Linked DNA regions of Sus scrofa: region 1 is linked to region 2. The links are chromatin contacts, called in public HiChIP or PLAC-seq maps. All regions are on one chromosome and are shown on one strand. The core of a region is the stretch at or near the end of the contact, and the rest is flanking DNA. Distances in the headings are between cores, read along the strand shown.

The links. HiChIP or PLAC-seq counts read pairs in DNA pulled down with a chosen protein or histone mark.
Region 1: a contact with region 2 is called in an H3K27ac HiChIP or PLAC-seq map of skeletal muscle. The contact joins the enhancer-like site here to the promoter of SUFU in region 2. A contact is called at or near these places in 2 of 5 promoter capture datasets (liver and skeletal muscle), 6 of 47 Hi-C or Micro-C datasets (blood, embryonic fibroblasts, liver and 2 more) and 2 of 2 datasets of contacts at active chromatin or transcription factors (alveolar macrophages and skeletal muscle).

What each region holds. Positions count from the first base shown.
Region 1 is chr14:113,560,003-113,567,801 of Sscrofa11.1, reverse strand. All of the region lies in intron 5 of SUFU (suppressor of fused homolog), which reads right to left. It also overlaps the pseudogene LOC100738685. Among named protein-coding and RNA genes, the nearest start is that of SUFU, 64 kb to the right of the region's middle. Within about 2 kb of position 5,966, at least 12 of the 83 cell types and tissues checked have an H3K27ac peak or open chromatin away from gene starts, as enhancers often do. A contact at or near this core is called in liver and skeletal muscle, where this site is marked.
Region 2 is chr14:113,495,312-113,503,042 of Sscrofa11.1, reverse strand. SUFU (suppressor of fused homolog) reads right to left here and starts at 3,042. Exons shown (of 14, transcript XM_021072750.1): 1 at 2,141-3,042; 2 at 2,021-2,138. The coding sequence starts at 2,201. ACTR1A (alpha-centractin) reads left to right here and starts at 4,249. Exons shown (of 11, transcript XM_001928877.5): 1 at 4,249-4,429. The coding sequence starts at 4,382.

The DNA.
Region 1 (7,799 bases), core at 4,717-7,216, 62 kb before region 2:
AATCCCTCTTCCATATGGCAAGACCGCAGATATTTTTAAAACACCTATGTGGGGAGTTCCCGTCGTGGCGCAGTGGTTAACGAATCCGACTAGGAACCATGAGGTTGCGGGTTCGGTCCCTGCCCTTGCTCAGTGGGTTAACAAATTGGCGTTGCCATGAGTTGTGGTGTAGGTTGCAGATGCGGCTCGGATCCAGCGTTGCTGTGGCTCTGGCGTAGGCCGGTGGCTGCAGCTCCTATTCAACCCCTAGCCTGGGAACCTCCATATGCCGCGGGAGCGGCCCAAGAAATAGCAAAAAAAGACAAAATAAATAAATAAATAAAACACCTATGCGGGGTCATAGTTCACCACTGCCCGCACCTCATTCCAAAGGCTTTTCTTCTTCCAGCTAAAATGTTTCCAGTTACCTCACCTTTAAAGCCATTCCTCACAGACCACAGTTTATGGAGCTTTTGCCAGTCTGAAAGCCACCCTTCTCTGGATACACTCTGAGCTGTCAATGCCCCCCATGGAATGTGACAACCCGGAAGGACTGCTGGATTGAGGATGGAACATGATGCAGAAAACTGAGTTCTGAGTATAGGCGTAGAGACCAGACCTCCAGCTGTCCATGAGTCTGCCCGAATACTTCCAAAGTTTCCCACCCATCAGATGTGGGAGAGAACCATTCTGGATGATCTGGTTATTGGAAGAGGCAGCAGTAAATTATGAGTGGTAATAGTTTGGTACGTGGGCCAGACTCCTTGCCAGGATATTTCTTCCTGCGTTGGAGGAAGAAATGTCAGGAGGGTGAGCTTGGAAGTGCGTAGCTGGGCTTTCTGAGATTCACCCCGTATCAAAGAACTCCTTTAACATTAGAATAAAGCCAGCCTTGAAGTTACTAAATACTGGACGATTCCTGTGACTCATTTTGTGGACCTCAGAGGCTACGAAGTGCTTCTTTGGTGCCTGGACTGCCAACTGGCCATGACTACAGGTGAGAGAACATAGTGGCAGTGACGGCCAGGAGCCACCCAGTGTCATAGAATCATCTTCATAGAGGACGGCCATGAAGCAAAATAAGGAGACCTCGTGACCCAGAAATCGCACTTTAGAAATGTATCTGAGATCACAGAACATGGTTGCCAAGACATACATACCCAGATGCTCCTTAGAGAATTGTTTAAAGTGGGGAAAGCTGGAAACTATCCGTAAGTTCATCAAGAAAGGTCTGTTTATACTGGAGGAGTCTGTTATCTTACTATTTGAGATACTGTGATAGAATAAGAAATACGTATTTTGGGTTTTGTCCCTGGCTCTTAGAACTCCTAAAACCTTCATTATTTCTTAAGCAGAATGGTGCTAAAAGCATCTTTTGCTCTTCATCTTTGAACCCAGTTTTTGACACAGGAACTCCTAAATCCCTTGGAATTTCCTGGAGGATAGCAGCATCTTTTGTTCTAATAAGGTGACTCTTGGTGAGATCCTGGATAGCTTCAGAATGGGGGCTAGTCTTTGAAAGAGTCAAGCCATAATTAGAAGCTTGGAACATTCAGCCTCATCCCCACCCTCCAGGAAGGGGAAAGGCTCTGGAAACTGACTTAATAATTGATCATGTATATGTGATAAAGCCTTGATAAGAGAGTATGGGATTGAGAGACCTTCTGGGTTGGTGACCTTGGGGAGGTGCTGGGAGCATGGCACACCTGGAGAAGGCATGTAAGTTCTGGGCCCCTTCCCACATACCATGCTCTGTGCATATCTTCCATCTGGTTGTTCCTGAGTAGCATCCTTTCTATCTTTGTTTTTACTCAGATATAATTGAAATATAACATTACATTAGTTTTGGGTATATAACACAATGGTTCAACATCTGTATATATTACAAAATGATCACATTAAGTCCAGTTAATATCACCCATCACCATACATTGTAACAAAATTTGTTTTTCTTCTGATGAGAACGTTTAATATCTCCTCTTTTAACAACTTTCAAATATACAGTATTATTAACTATAGTTACCATGTTGTATAATATACCCCCATGACTTATTTTTTATTTTTTTGCTTTTAAGGGCCACACCCACGGCATATGGAGGTTCTCAGGCTAGGGGTCCAATTGGAGCTACAGCTGCCGGCCTACACCACAGCTCACGGCAACGCCGGATCCTCAATCTACTGAGTGAGGCCAGGGATCAAATCCGTGTCCTGATGGTTCCTAGTCGGATTCGTTTCCACTGTGCCATGAAGGGAACTCCCTTATTTTATAACTGGAAGTTTGTACCTTCTGACCACCTTGACCCATTTCACCCATTCTTCAAACCCCTGCCTCCAACAGTTACTAATATGTTCTCTGCATCTGTGAGTGGTTTTTTTTGGGGGGTAGGGGGCTGGTTCCATATATAAGTGAGATCCTACCATCTGATATAGTTCTCTTATAATATTCTCAAGATCCACCCATGTTATTGCAAATGGCAAGATTTCTTCCCTTTTTATGGCTGAACAACACTTCACTGTACATATGCACCACATTTTCTTCACTTATTCATCTACCGATGGACACTTAGGTTGCTTCCATGTCGTAAATAATGCTGCAACTGAGTTGTATCCTGTTATAATAAGCCAGTCATCTGAGTTCTGTGAGCTGTTACAGCAAATTATCAAACCCTAGAAGAGGGTCATGGGAATCTCAATTTATAGACAGTTGGTCAGAAGGACAGCTGACAACCTGGGACTTGTGCCTGGTGTCTGAAGTGGGAGCAGTCTTATGAGACTGAGCCCTTACTTGTGGGATCTGATGCTAACTCCAGGTAAAGAGTGTCAGAACTGGGAGCATGCCTTTATTTACTAGATGGGATGCAGCCCAATTCATGAATCATTGAATAGAGCCAGTTAGATCTTTAAAAAAAAAAAAAAAAAAAAGGAGTCACCAAAATGTTGGCGCTCAGACGTGAGGTTGGGGCTGACCTGGGGGCTGCAGGTGTGGGGCCGGTGGGAGCTGGGGACGTGCCCAAGGACACCAAGATGCCAACATACACACATGGTCAGTCCAGTCCTTCTTTAGGAGATGCAAAACTCAGAAAACCAAAGGTCATCGAAATTACAGAAAAAAAACTTGACTATCTTAGAAAAGACTTTAACTATATATGGAACAGTGACCTTTGGAACAACAGCTAGTTTCTCTGGAATGTTGGCAAATTTAATTTTCAGACATTGCTTCAAGGTTAAACATGATGGTTTGAAGACATGTGCATCATTGACTATGCTTCCATTTTTGCTACAATAGTTGCTTATAAGCTTCTTGTAACAGATGCTTTGTATTCAGGTAATATAAGCCGGGAAAATTGTGTTCTGAGAAGTTCACTGATTGGCATAGCTTGCCGTGTTTTATATCCCACTGCTTTGGCTTCTTCTGAAAATGGACATCTGGCAATCAAGTATCAAACTGTTCCACTGCCACCCAAAGGAAGGGTTTTACTCCACTGGCTGCTGCTTTGTCACGCAGAGATAAAAGCAATGGTGATTCCCCTCCTCCTTCAGACAATCTTTGGAGTATTTCATGGTCTATAGCATTATGTGATTTTTGAAAAGTACACTTGAGAAAACTGTACATTAAGATTAACCAATAGGAGTTCCTCCTGTGGCTCAGCAGTAATGAACCCAACTAGTATCATGAGGAGCGGGTTCAACCCATGGCCTCGCTCAGTGGGTTAAGGATCTGGCGTTGCTGTGGCTGTGGTGTAGGCTGGCAGCTGAAGCTCTGATTTGACCCCTGGCCTGGGAACTTTCCAAGAATGAATGGATTCTCTATCAGCAGACTGGGCATTTTTATGCTAAGGACTCAGGCATTGCTGAAAGAGTTAGAAGTAGTTCTGGACAGTTTCTGTTCCTTTTTTCTGGCATTCAGCAGGTACTCAATAAATATTCAGTAAGTGAAAAAAAAGAGGATGAAGAACTGAACTGAATAGTAGGACACCTAGTTGGGGGTCTGCAGAAAATTGGAGAGTTGCTTAGAGTGGAAAAACCCACACAACTAGTCACATAAGTAGAGTAATAAGAGGAAAATAGTGCATTTTCCTTTCACTATCATAAAATGGAACACTGTACAACCTTTACAAACACAGCTACTGATCGCTATGCACTTAGAAAGACTGTGACATAATGCTAGTGAAGAAAACATGCTGGAGTTCCTGTCATGGTGCAATGGAAACGAATCTGAGTAGGAACCATGAGGTTGCAGGTTCAATTCCTGGCCTCGCTCAGTGGGTTAAGGATCTGGTGTTGCCAGGAGCTCTGGTGTAGGTCGCAGATGCGGCTCAGATCTGACATTGCTGGGGCTGTGGGGTAGGACAGCAGCTGTAGCTCCTATTGGACCCCTGGCCTGGGAACCTCCACATGCTGCAGGTGCAGCCCTAAAAGGCAAAAAAAAAAAAAAGAAAAGAAAGAAAAAAAGAAAGCATGCTAATATATACAGTATTGTCAATAAAACTGTAATTCTTTTTATGTGAAGAGACATCTCTCTAGAATGATGTCACCAAATATTAAGAGTGGATGTCTCAGGGGCTGAGATTTGATACTGTTTACTTCTCATTTTCTTTTTTAAAAAATTTATTTATTTATTTTTCTTTTTTGGTTGCCCCATGGCACATGGAGTTCCCGAGCCAGGATCAGATCCACGTCACAGTTGTGATCTATGCTGCAGCTGTGGCAACGCTGGATCTTTAACCCACTGTGCCAGGCCAGGGAGTGAACCTTCATCCTAGCGCTGTAGAGACACTGCTGACAGCGCTGGGACAAAGGTTCATTTTTCAGTTTCGATTATATTTTTCATTTTCTATTATATCCTTAGTTAAATTACAAAGTAATATAGGCTTTTTATTATTTTTTCATTTTCGATTATATTTTTCATTTTTGATTATATCTTTAATTAAATTACAAAGTAATAGAGATTTTTATTATATTTTTCATTTTCAATTATATTTTTCATTTTTGATTATATCCTTAATTAGACTACAAAGTAATATAGGCTTTTTTTTAATTCTTTTTTTTCCCATTTTTTTATTACTCAAATGAATTTATCACATCTGTAGTTGTATAATGATCATAACAATCTGATTTCATAGGATTTCCATCCCACAGTAATATAGGCACATCCCCCAGTAATATAGGCTTTTTATAAGAAATTCAAACAACAGACAAGTGTATAAACTGAAAAATGAAACACTCTTTTCTTATATATATATCATCAAATTAATACTTTTTTCATATTTTTTAAAGTAAAAATGCATGCCCACTCTACCCATGGTTGTGACTTACTTTTTTCACATTTTCCACATTGCTTACATTTTTTAAAAACATTTTTTCAACTGGAAAAACAATAACGTTATTTTTTGTTTGGAGGAATAAAAGTGCCTTAGCCAAGACAGATAACAATGCATGTGTGACCTGAGTGGCCCAGTAAAGAGAGGCATAGGACAATGGCCTTCTGTGTTCGGGTCACCAGGCTGGCCAGTGCAGGTGGGGACCCAGATATGCCCAGTCAGCCCAGGAAGTTGATAAGTGTCCTGTTCTCCCTAAAGCTTCAAACCCAAAGAGGAACTGTTACAGCTAGGAGCGGGGCTCAGGAAACCACAGACACTGGATTGCACCTGTCCCAGAAACACCCGCCCTGTGCCAGTGCAGTGTCCCGGGTTGCAGCTTCCACTGGGCCAAGCTGGACAAGGCTGAGGACAGCCACTGACTGCCGTTTTGGAGGCCCCATGCCAGTTTGCCAGCAAAACAACCATGCCCTAGGTTTGCTGCAACCTCTCCTGAAAAAGCACCCAAGTTCTTTTCTCTTTTCGTCCTATGATTCCAGTTTCAATTGTCATGTGCCTGGAGAAGGGCTCTGCAAGGAGTCAGAAATACTTCTGGAACATTATCAGAGCTGCACAGGGAAGAACAGGCCAGTTGCCTGGTCCCTGAGTCCTGGAGAGAAACCAAACAAGCCTGTCACACGTCTCTCTGAAAGTCAAGAAGACAGGCCTGACTATGGAGACCCAATGCCAGAGGGGCCAGAGCAGAGCTGTGTCTGGCTTAGGAGAAGCATTTATTTCCCACAGAGAGAGCTATTAAAAAATTGAGCAAGGGAGTTCCTGTTGTGGCACAGCAGTAACGAACCCGACCAGGATCCATGGGGACATAGGTTTGATCCCTGGCCTCGCTCAGTGGGTTAAGGATCTGGCATTGGAGCTGTGATGTAGGCTGGTAGCTACAATTCTGATTTGACTCCTAGTCTGAGAACTTCCATATGCTGCAGTTTCAGCCCCAAAAAGCAAAAGGAAGGAAGGAAGGAAGGAAGGAAGGAAGGGAAAAGAAAGAAAGAAAGAAAAGAAAGAAAGAGAGAAAGAGGAGTTCCCGTGGTGGCACAGTGGTTAACGAATCCAACTAGGAACCATGAGGTTGCGGGTTCGGTCCCTGCCCTTGCTCAGTGGGTTAACGATCTGGCCTTGCCGTGAGCTGTGGTGTAGGTTCCCGTGTTGCTGTGGCTGTGGCGTAGGCCAGCAGCTACAGCTCCGATTCGACCGCTAGCCTGGGAACCTCCATGTGCCGTGGGAGCGGCCCAAGAAATAGCAAAAAGACAAAAAACAAAAAACAAAAAAAAAAAAAAGGAAGGAAGGAAGAAAGAAAGGAAGAAAGGAAGGAAGGAAGAAAGAAACTGTAAGAAATAGCAAGTCAAAGCTATTCCAGTAATTGCAGAAGGAAGCACAACCTAGGGTGGTGACTTGTCCCATGGTTCTGGCCTGGGACTGCTTCTCAGGGTTCACGTTCTGTTCTCTGGGAAGTTCTTTGAAAAATTTAGTCATAGTTATCCTTTTGGTCCTTCTTTTCTGATAATAAAATTCATGTTTGTGCAGAAAATTCTAAACTGGCAGAAAGGCACCAAAAGGAAAATGTCAGTGACTCATAACCCCAATGACCAAAGATGGGCTTTGTGGTTATCTTCATGTGTCGCCTCCAGGTGTCTATGCGGATGGCTACATACTGTTAACAGGATTAGGACCCAGTTCTATTTAGAGATATAATATCCTGCTTTTTTTTTTTTTTTTCTTTTAAGCCTATTTCCTTTTTTTCTGCAAGTGCTTCTTCCTCTTCTTTTTTTTTTTTTTTTGGTCCTTTTGCCATTTCTTGGGCTGCTCCCTCGGCATATGGAGGGTCCCAGGCTAGGGGTTGAATCAGAGCTGCAGCCACTGGGCTACACCACAGCCATAGCAACACGGGATCTGGCCGAGTCTGCAACCTACACCACAGCTCATGGCAATGCCGGATCCTTAACCCACTGAGCGAGGCCAGGGATTGAACCTGTGTCCTCATGGATGCTAGTTGAGTTTGTTAACTTCTGAGCCATGACAGGAACTCCCTGCAAGTGCTTCTTAAATGACAACATAAAAAATATTAATTGCTTCCGTGTATTAGGCCCGGTGCTGTCCTAGGGACACTCACATTATTATGAAGTAGATATCCTGATTACTCCATTTCACAAATGAAGCAGCCAAGTCTTTTTTTCTTTTTTTTTTTTTTTTTGTCTTTTTAGGGCAGCACCAGCAGCATATGGAGGTTCCCAGCCTAGGGGTGGAATCAGAGCTGTGGCCACTGGCCTACGCCACATCAATGCCAGATCCAAGCTATGTCTGTGACCTACACCATAGCTCACCACAATGCCGGATCCTTAACCCACTGCATGAGGCCAGGGCCAGGGATCGAACCTGTGTCTTCATGGATGCTAGTCAGATTCATCTCCACTGAGCCATGACAGGAACTCCCAAGATGTTCAGTTTTGA
Region 2 (7,731 bases), core at 1,793-4,292:
ACCGGATTCTTAACCCACTGAGCAAGGCCAGGGATCGAACCCACAACCTCATGGTTCCTAGTCAGATTAGTTAACAAATGAGCCATGACAGGAACTCCCACCTTTCATTTATTTTTGTTTAAACTATTTTATTTTATTTCTGGCCACGCCTATGGCATGTGGAAGTTCCCAAGCCAGGGATCAAACTCACAACAGCAGTGACCCAAGCTGCAGCAGTGACAACGCCAGATCCTTAACCCAATGCACCACAAAGGAACTTCCTCAATACCTTTTACACACAACTCTACCCTCCACAGTCACCCAACAGTTGCCCAAGTCTGAGTAGGAATTTCTCCTTAAATGAAGCCTGAACGAACAGCATGGCATAAAGTCCCCTTTTTTCATGACACATCCCAAGGGAATGGAACATTATACATACTTAAATATAGAGGCAAAATGAGAATGGGTGATTAAGTTATCAAGAGCTGCTTTTCACTCAGATGCTCTCTTCAAAATCTCCTCTCAACCAAAGAACAGTGTACCTGCCAGAGAGAATTGTACCACACCACCTCCTGGCTACCAGACAGAGGCAGGCATTCCCACAGCTCTCCCTACGGAGCAGGTGGCTGCTTCCCAGGCCCCTTCACACTGTCAGCCTCTTTACATCCTCCTATCAGCACAGGTAGCTAGCCTCAACTCTACACAGCCTAGCTTCTGCCATCTCCAGAGGAAGTAAGAGGTTGTCGCAGAAGAGAAAGACTCAATCCTAAAGGGAAAGACATCCACTCTATTCACGTCCCCCTTTGGGTCTACCTCTCCTTTGGCCACACCCCAAGCAGCTGCCTGAATCATTGTTCAGGATTCAATGATGGGGCAGGCTCGTCTAATACAATGCCTGCATGAATGTGGTTCTGAACAGATTCAACTCTCAGTCAACTTTTGGTCCAGAAAGACCAGGAAGACAGGCTCTTTTCCAGAGTCCTCATAACACCTGTTTTGCCCAGAGGCAGCAGGAAGAGACAGGTTGCAAACAGGAATGTTAAATGAGAAAAGACCATTCCCATCCCAGGGGCAGCCCGTCTGAACACAGGTCTGGTCTTAACAGAGCTGCTTGAGGGTTACTCTCAGCTTCCCTGAGGAACTACTACCTAAATCTTGAAGCGGGGGGCCACAAAGCTCCTCTTAATATCCCACTGCAGGATCCTCCCTGTCCAAGTCCCAGCTCTTCACCATTTACTGCAGGCTCCTTCGATTCTGAGCCAAACCATGGATCTCCCTTGACCCTGCCTGCCTCTGTGCTAGCCAGTGACCTAAAGCAAAGCAGCTGCGGAACCCAGAGGAAGCTCTGCATGGAGAAAGAGAACTATGCAGAGTAAGCACAAAGTTTATCAGGAAAAGTTTCTCCGCCAAACTTCAAACGCTAAAGCACTGCACTGATATGATGTCTGAGCTCATAGGGAAGGAATCAAAAGGAGACCTCCTCCTCATCCCTTCGCAAGCGCAATGCTCACAACTTGCTCCCCTCCTAAGCCACAGACCCACACCCGCCCCTACCCTATGCAGTCTCCTGCCCTCTGAGCTCCTCCAGCCGCGCTGCTCCAAAGCCTTCTCAGATGCTCCCCAGGCCCCGCCTCGCCTCCCTCATCCCACTTCAGCCGCCCCCCACCCCGCCCGGGCTTCCCCTCGCCCTCTAATGACCCCCTACAGGCGCCCCCTCCTTTCACCACGTTTACAGTTCCCTCTCTCCTGTCGTATGCGCCCCCCTGCTCCTACCCACACCCCAATTCACTCTATTCTCCTAATCCCAGTTTACCCTGCATCCACCCCCCTCGTTAACCCTTCGCTACCCAAAGGCTTCGTTAACCCCTTTGTCCCCATTCCTAACTTGAGCCTTAACTTCTTCCCTCTCAGCAGGAAGCCCTCCTTCCAAGTGCTTTAACCATTCTCCTTCCCCCTCCTCTTCCCCGCAAACTACTTCGCCCTCGGCGCTTTAACCCTTCCCAGCCCGCCCCTGTCCATCTCCCCACGGCCCAAGACATACCAGTACTTGACGATAGCGGTAACCTGGAGCGGGTTCGGCTGGTCAGGGTAAAGGCGGCGGCACTCTCCGTAGATGGCGTGCAGTCCCGGGGGGAAGAGAGAGGCGAAGGCCGGAGGGCAGTAGGGCCAGGGGCCGGGGGCGCAGCGGGGCCGGGGGCACCGCTAGGCCGCAACTCCGCCATCGGGGCGCGTAGGGCGCTGGGGGGACCGGGGAGGGCAGACGACGGGGAGAGCGCTGACGCGCCAGCAGGCGGACTCCCTGGGTGCGACTCCCGGAGGCGATGGGGGCTGCAGCGAGGTCTAAGCTCCGCGCCTGCGCAAGGCGCACCGTCCGCCCAGGCAAGCGACGGCCAGAGGGTGCCTCGGGGGCCGCGGGGCGCTCAGGGGGGCGGGGCGGCGGCGCGCCCTATTCCGACATCCATTGGCTAGTATCTTTGCCAGTCACAGGTGGGAAAGGCGTGACTTGACAATAGGTCCCGCCTCCCTCTCCCTGTTTAAGGGGTGTCCCGAAGCTCTTGGCCTCCCCTAGTGTTAGGAGGAACTCAGGTTTAAATAGAGATGCTGGCGCGTCTTTCTGAGGTGCTAGGGTCGCACCAAAGCGCTGGGAAGTGCGTGGGTAAAGGGCTTGTAATTGTTCTGCGGTCACTCTAAGAAGGATTGTTAAACAAATCTGGCAATGGATTGATTCATTCGTTCGTGTAGCATTAGTTTTAACAGTAAAAATCTGAATGTTTCCTACCGTCTTTGAATGTCCATTGACCAGATTGACACCAACACCGCCAAACTCGAGGGTCATATGTTGAAATATCTATTTTGAATTTCTGCTAGAAAGTAACAGGACTTAGATAAATTAGGATCGATTAAATATCCTGACTAAAGGGTCAGGACTATTAACTAAAGGGTCCTTGCAACTTGAAGGGCGGGAGGAAATACTCTAGACACTGGGCTCAATTAGAAAGCAGTGATGGAGTTCCCGTCGTGGCTCACTGGTTAACGAGCCCGACTAGTATCCATGAGGACTCGGGTTCGATCCCTGACCTTGGTCAGTGGGTTAAGGATCTGGTGTTGCCGTGAGCTGTGGCGTAGATCACAGACTGGGCTCGGATCCTGGGTTGCTGTGGCTGTGAAATAGGCTGGCAGCTACAGCTCCAATTCAACCCCCAGCCTGGGAACGTTCACATGCCGCGAGTGCGGCGCTGAAAAGACCAAAAAAAAAAAAAAGAAAGGAAGAAAAAAATAGAACCTCTTTTCGCTTCCATTTTCTCATTCATCAATGTGAATCCTTATGAAAATTAAAGATATGCTAGAGCAGTTCCTGAAGCTGGAAGATGAACGTCGTTTTAATGGCCAAAATATCATCTATACCAGTAGCGCCAAATGCCAGTCTTTAGATCAATGTTAGCATGTTGCATTACAACTATCCAGGAAAAAAATGCAAAAATCAACAAAAATGTTCTTTTACCGCAAAAGCAAATTTTATGTAATTTAAACTACTTTCCTCTATTCTCTGAATATGTTCCTCCCTGTGTATTTGTGTGTATTAGAAGTTACTTTTATTAGAGTGCTATAGTGATATATGTTTGTTTTTTTTTTTTTTTTTTTTTTTTTTTTTGGCTTTTTTTTTGTTGTTGTTGTTGCTATTTCTTGGGCCGCTCCCGCGGCATATGGAGGTTCCCAGGCTAGGGGTCCAATCAGAGCTGTAGCCACCGGCCTACGCCAGAGCCACAGCAACGCGGGATCCGAGCCGCGTCTGCGACCTACACCACAGCTCACGGCAACGCTGGATCGTTAACCCACTGAGCAAGGGCAGGGATCGAACCCGCAACCTCATGGTTCCTAGTCGGATTCGTTAACCACTGCGCCACGATGGGAACTCCATGATATATGTTTGTTAATGTCTTATAGACCCATATAAAAATATGGCAACCTTACGTTGTCCAGGGGAAGTGGTGGAGAGTGGCAGGACTGATCTGTAAAAGCCAAACATCCACAAGTTACTGATCAATCCAAACCGAACTACAGACAAATACTACATACTTCAGGAGGCACTGGGAATCCCTCCCAATGGACTACAGATTCTGGTAGGCAATGCAATCAGCGTCCCTTTCTATTTAATCTATAGAGACTACAAAGCCCAACACACCGTGCGCCGGAAACGCGATGCCGTGTCACTTACACTAGGCGGGGCTCCGAAGCAGCTAAATACAATGCAGAGCCTTCTGGGTATTGTAGTTCTTCGAAAGCGAGGTCGGGCCGCTCCCTGGCCGTCCGGTACTGGAGGCCAGACTGCGCATGCGTTTCAGTGGCGTTAGCGGCAGACCGGTCTGGCAGTTCCTTCCTCGGAAGGAGAGATTCCTCTGCCATGGAGTCCTACGATGTGATCGCCAACCAGCCTGTCGTGATCGACAACGTGAGTTGCATCCCCCTAGAGGGACTTATGCTCTCCTCCTCGAAGGGATCGCTTCCCGGGTTTCAGCCTGGGCCGCCGGTTCTTTGTCACTGGCCCGGCCTGTCAGGCGGGTTCAGCCGCCGCCGCCTCCTTCCTCCCCCGACCCGTAATCCACAGGCAGGGCGGGCCAGCCGGCCATCAAGCATGGGATGGAGAACCCTGGGATGGATAAAGGGAAGGGTTATAGTCCGAGCCGGGTCCTTGGGCCCCTGGCTAGAGGGGCCTTAACCTCTCTGTGAGAGCCCGGCGTCCGCCCCGTCCCAGCTTCCGATAACTCTATAGGCTGTTCTGGCTGTCCATCTTGGCCAATGACCCCGCCTCTGGGCCTTGCCGGATGAGGGCAGCCCTCTGCAGTGATTGGCTCGCTCTCCTGCCTTTCTTCCCGGCCGCCATAGTATTTCCCCCCTTTAAGGGGCGGGGCGGCGCTCGAGGGCCGTGGGGATTGGTTTCGGGGCCTCGGAGTGGTGGGGCCTGACCCGCTAGGGCCCGCCCGGGAGTGGAGAAGGGCTAAGCTTCCTTCGGTCCCCAGACGGGCCCGCGGCTTGGCGGTATGTTTGGGTGGGGCTCGAATGTGTGGTGCCAGAAATGGCCTTAGGATTTCAGTTATTTCTGTGATTTTAAATTACAACGTTAATAAATGTTGAGAAGAAAGGGGAGTGACAAAGCAAGTAGGGGGTTACCTTTCTCTTCGAAACGCCTAGTTGCTGTGGAAAAAAAAATAACTAAACGTATTTGCCAGGCGCTGTAGCGCTTACACAGGGGTTTCACATGCATTCAAATTGGATCCTCACCAATTTGAGGTGGATAGTTAAAGCAGGACGTTTGATCCTCGTTTTACGAATGAGAAAACTGAAGCGCGAAGAGGTGAAGTGAGCCCAAGGTCGCACAGTAGTGGTGCCCTAAATCCAGTGCTTTATCCGCTATTCTTCTTGCTAGTACCCATGCAGGTGCATCAATAGTGACAAATGGAAAGAATCTAAATACTGCTCTTATTTTTGGCGGAGAGAAGCAGTTGTATAAAACTGAATTTCTGTCTTTCCACGGAAAGGTTGGGTTGATACCTTTCTGTTCCTCTTCTAAGTCCCTCCATTGAGGCACAATTGCCAGTTTCCTTTGTCCTAAGCTGACTGTCACATTCACTCTGCTGATTCAGCCCTTGGGATCTTTGGCACGTTGCAAGGTCCTTTAACTTGCATCATCTTTTGTGTGTGTGTCTTTTTAGGGCCGACCTGCGGCAGATGGAGGTTCCTAGGCTAGTGGCTGAATAGGAGCTGTAGCTGCTGGCCTACACCACAGCCATGACAATGCTGGGATCAGAGCTGCATCTGCGACCTACACCACAGCTCACGCAAGCCGGATCCTTAACCCACTGAGCCAGGCCAGGGATCCAACCTGCATCCTCATGGATGCTATTCAGATTCGTTTTCCCTAGACAGGAACTCCTGAATCTTCTTTAGGCTTCAACTCTGATAGGTAGTTAGGGCTTACTAGTCCCAATTGAAATATGAAGAAAAATGAGGCTTGGGGAGGTTAAATAACAAACAGTATTCAAACCAGCTGGGTTATGAGTTGAGGTGCCAAGACTCAGATTAAGACTGGGTTCTAAATTCCTCATTTTTTCCAATGAAAGATGCTTTTTGGTTAGTTAGCTTTCCTTCTCTTTAGGAAGGAGGTTGAGCTCAGTGAGAGACCTCATTTTAGGGAGGATTTTTGTTTGTTTCCTTCACCAGACTATGAATTGATCGATTTGTTGGTATAATTGATTTATTGGTTTCCCAGAGAAATAAGTCTATTCCTAAAATCTTGAAAATTCGCTATTGCTTTGATGCATTACAAATACACTACAAAGGAAAAGAAGAACGGGAACTCCGCAGTTGGATTCTTAATCCACTGCACCACAGCTGGAACTCTGTCACAGATTTAGATTCGGGGCCTCAGGTGGTTCTTGCTGTTTGATATTTAGAGGGTTTAGTTTAGTTTAGTTTAGTTTCAAAGTGAAAGATGGAGGAGTTCCCGTTGTGGCACAGCGGAAACGAATCCCACTAGGAACCATAAGGTTGCAGGTTTGATCCCTGGCCTCGCTCAGTGGGTTAAGGATCTGGTGTTGCCGTTAGCTGTGGTGTAGGTCACAGACTCGGCTCAGATCCTGCGTTGCTGTGGCTGTGGCTCCAATTTGACCCCTAGCCTGGAAACCTCCATATGCCATGGGTGTGGCCCTAAAAAGCAAAAACCAAAAAAAAAAAAGTGAAAGATGGAGAGGAAGAATTATTTGAGCCAACTTTATATTATGAGGGTAATGTGCCTCTAGCAGATTTACCAGCTACATAGCTTACCATGCTGCCAGTTTTATTTCTGGGCTAAGGACAGTGTAATTAAAAGAGAACAAAGAGAGCAGGAAAAAGAGGAAACGATTCTATTATCAGTTCACAGCCCTTCCCAATCTTCAAACAGTTGTTGACCACTCCTTTCATCCAATTCTGGCACCAAACCAATACATCAGAATTTAATGAGGAAAATGGAGGTGTGCCTGTGTGTGTGTGCACTTTAGTGACAATGACAACGATAAAAGTTATGGGTATTTTAAACTAAACCTAAGTCATTCTTTCCAAAGGCATGTTATAGGTAGTGATACAAGAAAGAGGAGGGCAGGGAGTTCCTGTTGTGGTGCAGCAGAAACAAATCTGGAACCATGAGGTTGTGGGTTTGACCCCTGGCCTCACTCAGTGGGTTAAGAATCCGGTGTTGCCCTGAACTGTGGTGTAGGTCACAGGCGGGGCTCAGATCTGGCATTGCTGTGGCTGTGGTGTAGGCTGACAGCTACAGCTCTGATTAGACCCCTAGCCTGGGAACCTCCATATGCCACAAATGTGGCCCTAAAAAGACCTACAAAAACAAAGAAAAAAGAAAGAGGAGGGCAGCTCCAGGGCCACATTTTGAAGACTACAGCACTTTGATTAGAAATACTACGTTTATTCTGAAGCTCAAATCTTTGCCAAGATCTCAAAGGTTAAGTTCTCTCCTAAAATGGATCAATTAGCTAGAGGAATTGGCTGAGGAAATGAAGTGATATATATTTATTTAATGCCATCACTTGTGACCTTCAGGCTGTCAGTTGTACCACTGCAGCAAGAATCCCTCCTTAGCTAGACGGAAAGAGTGAAGAGGTGACTTATGGAGACATCTCACTGTTCAATTCTGTGTATTTTTGAGAGCCATGGGCATGCTTCGCACCAAGCTGGGGGTCTCAAACCCAATGTCTTGTG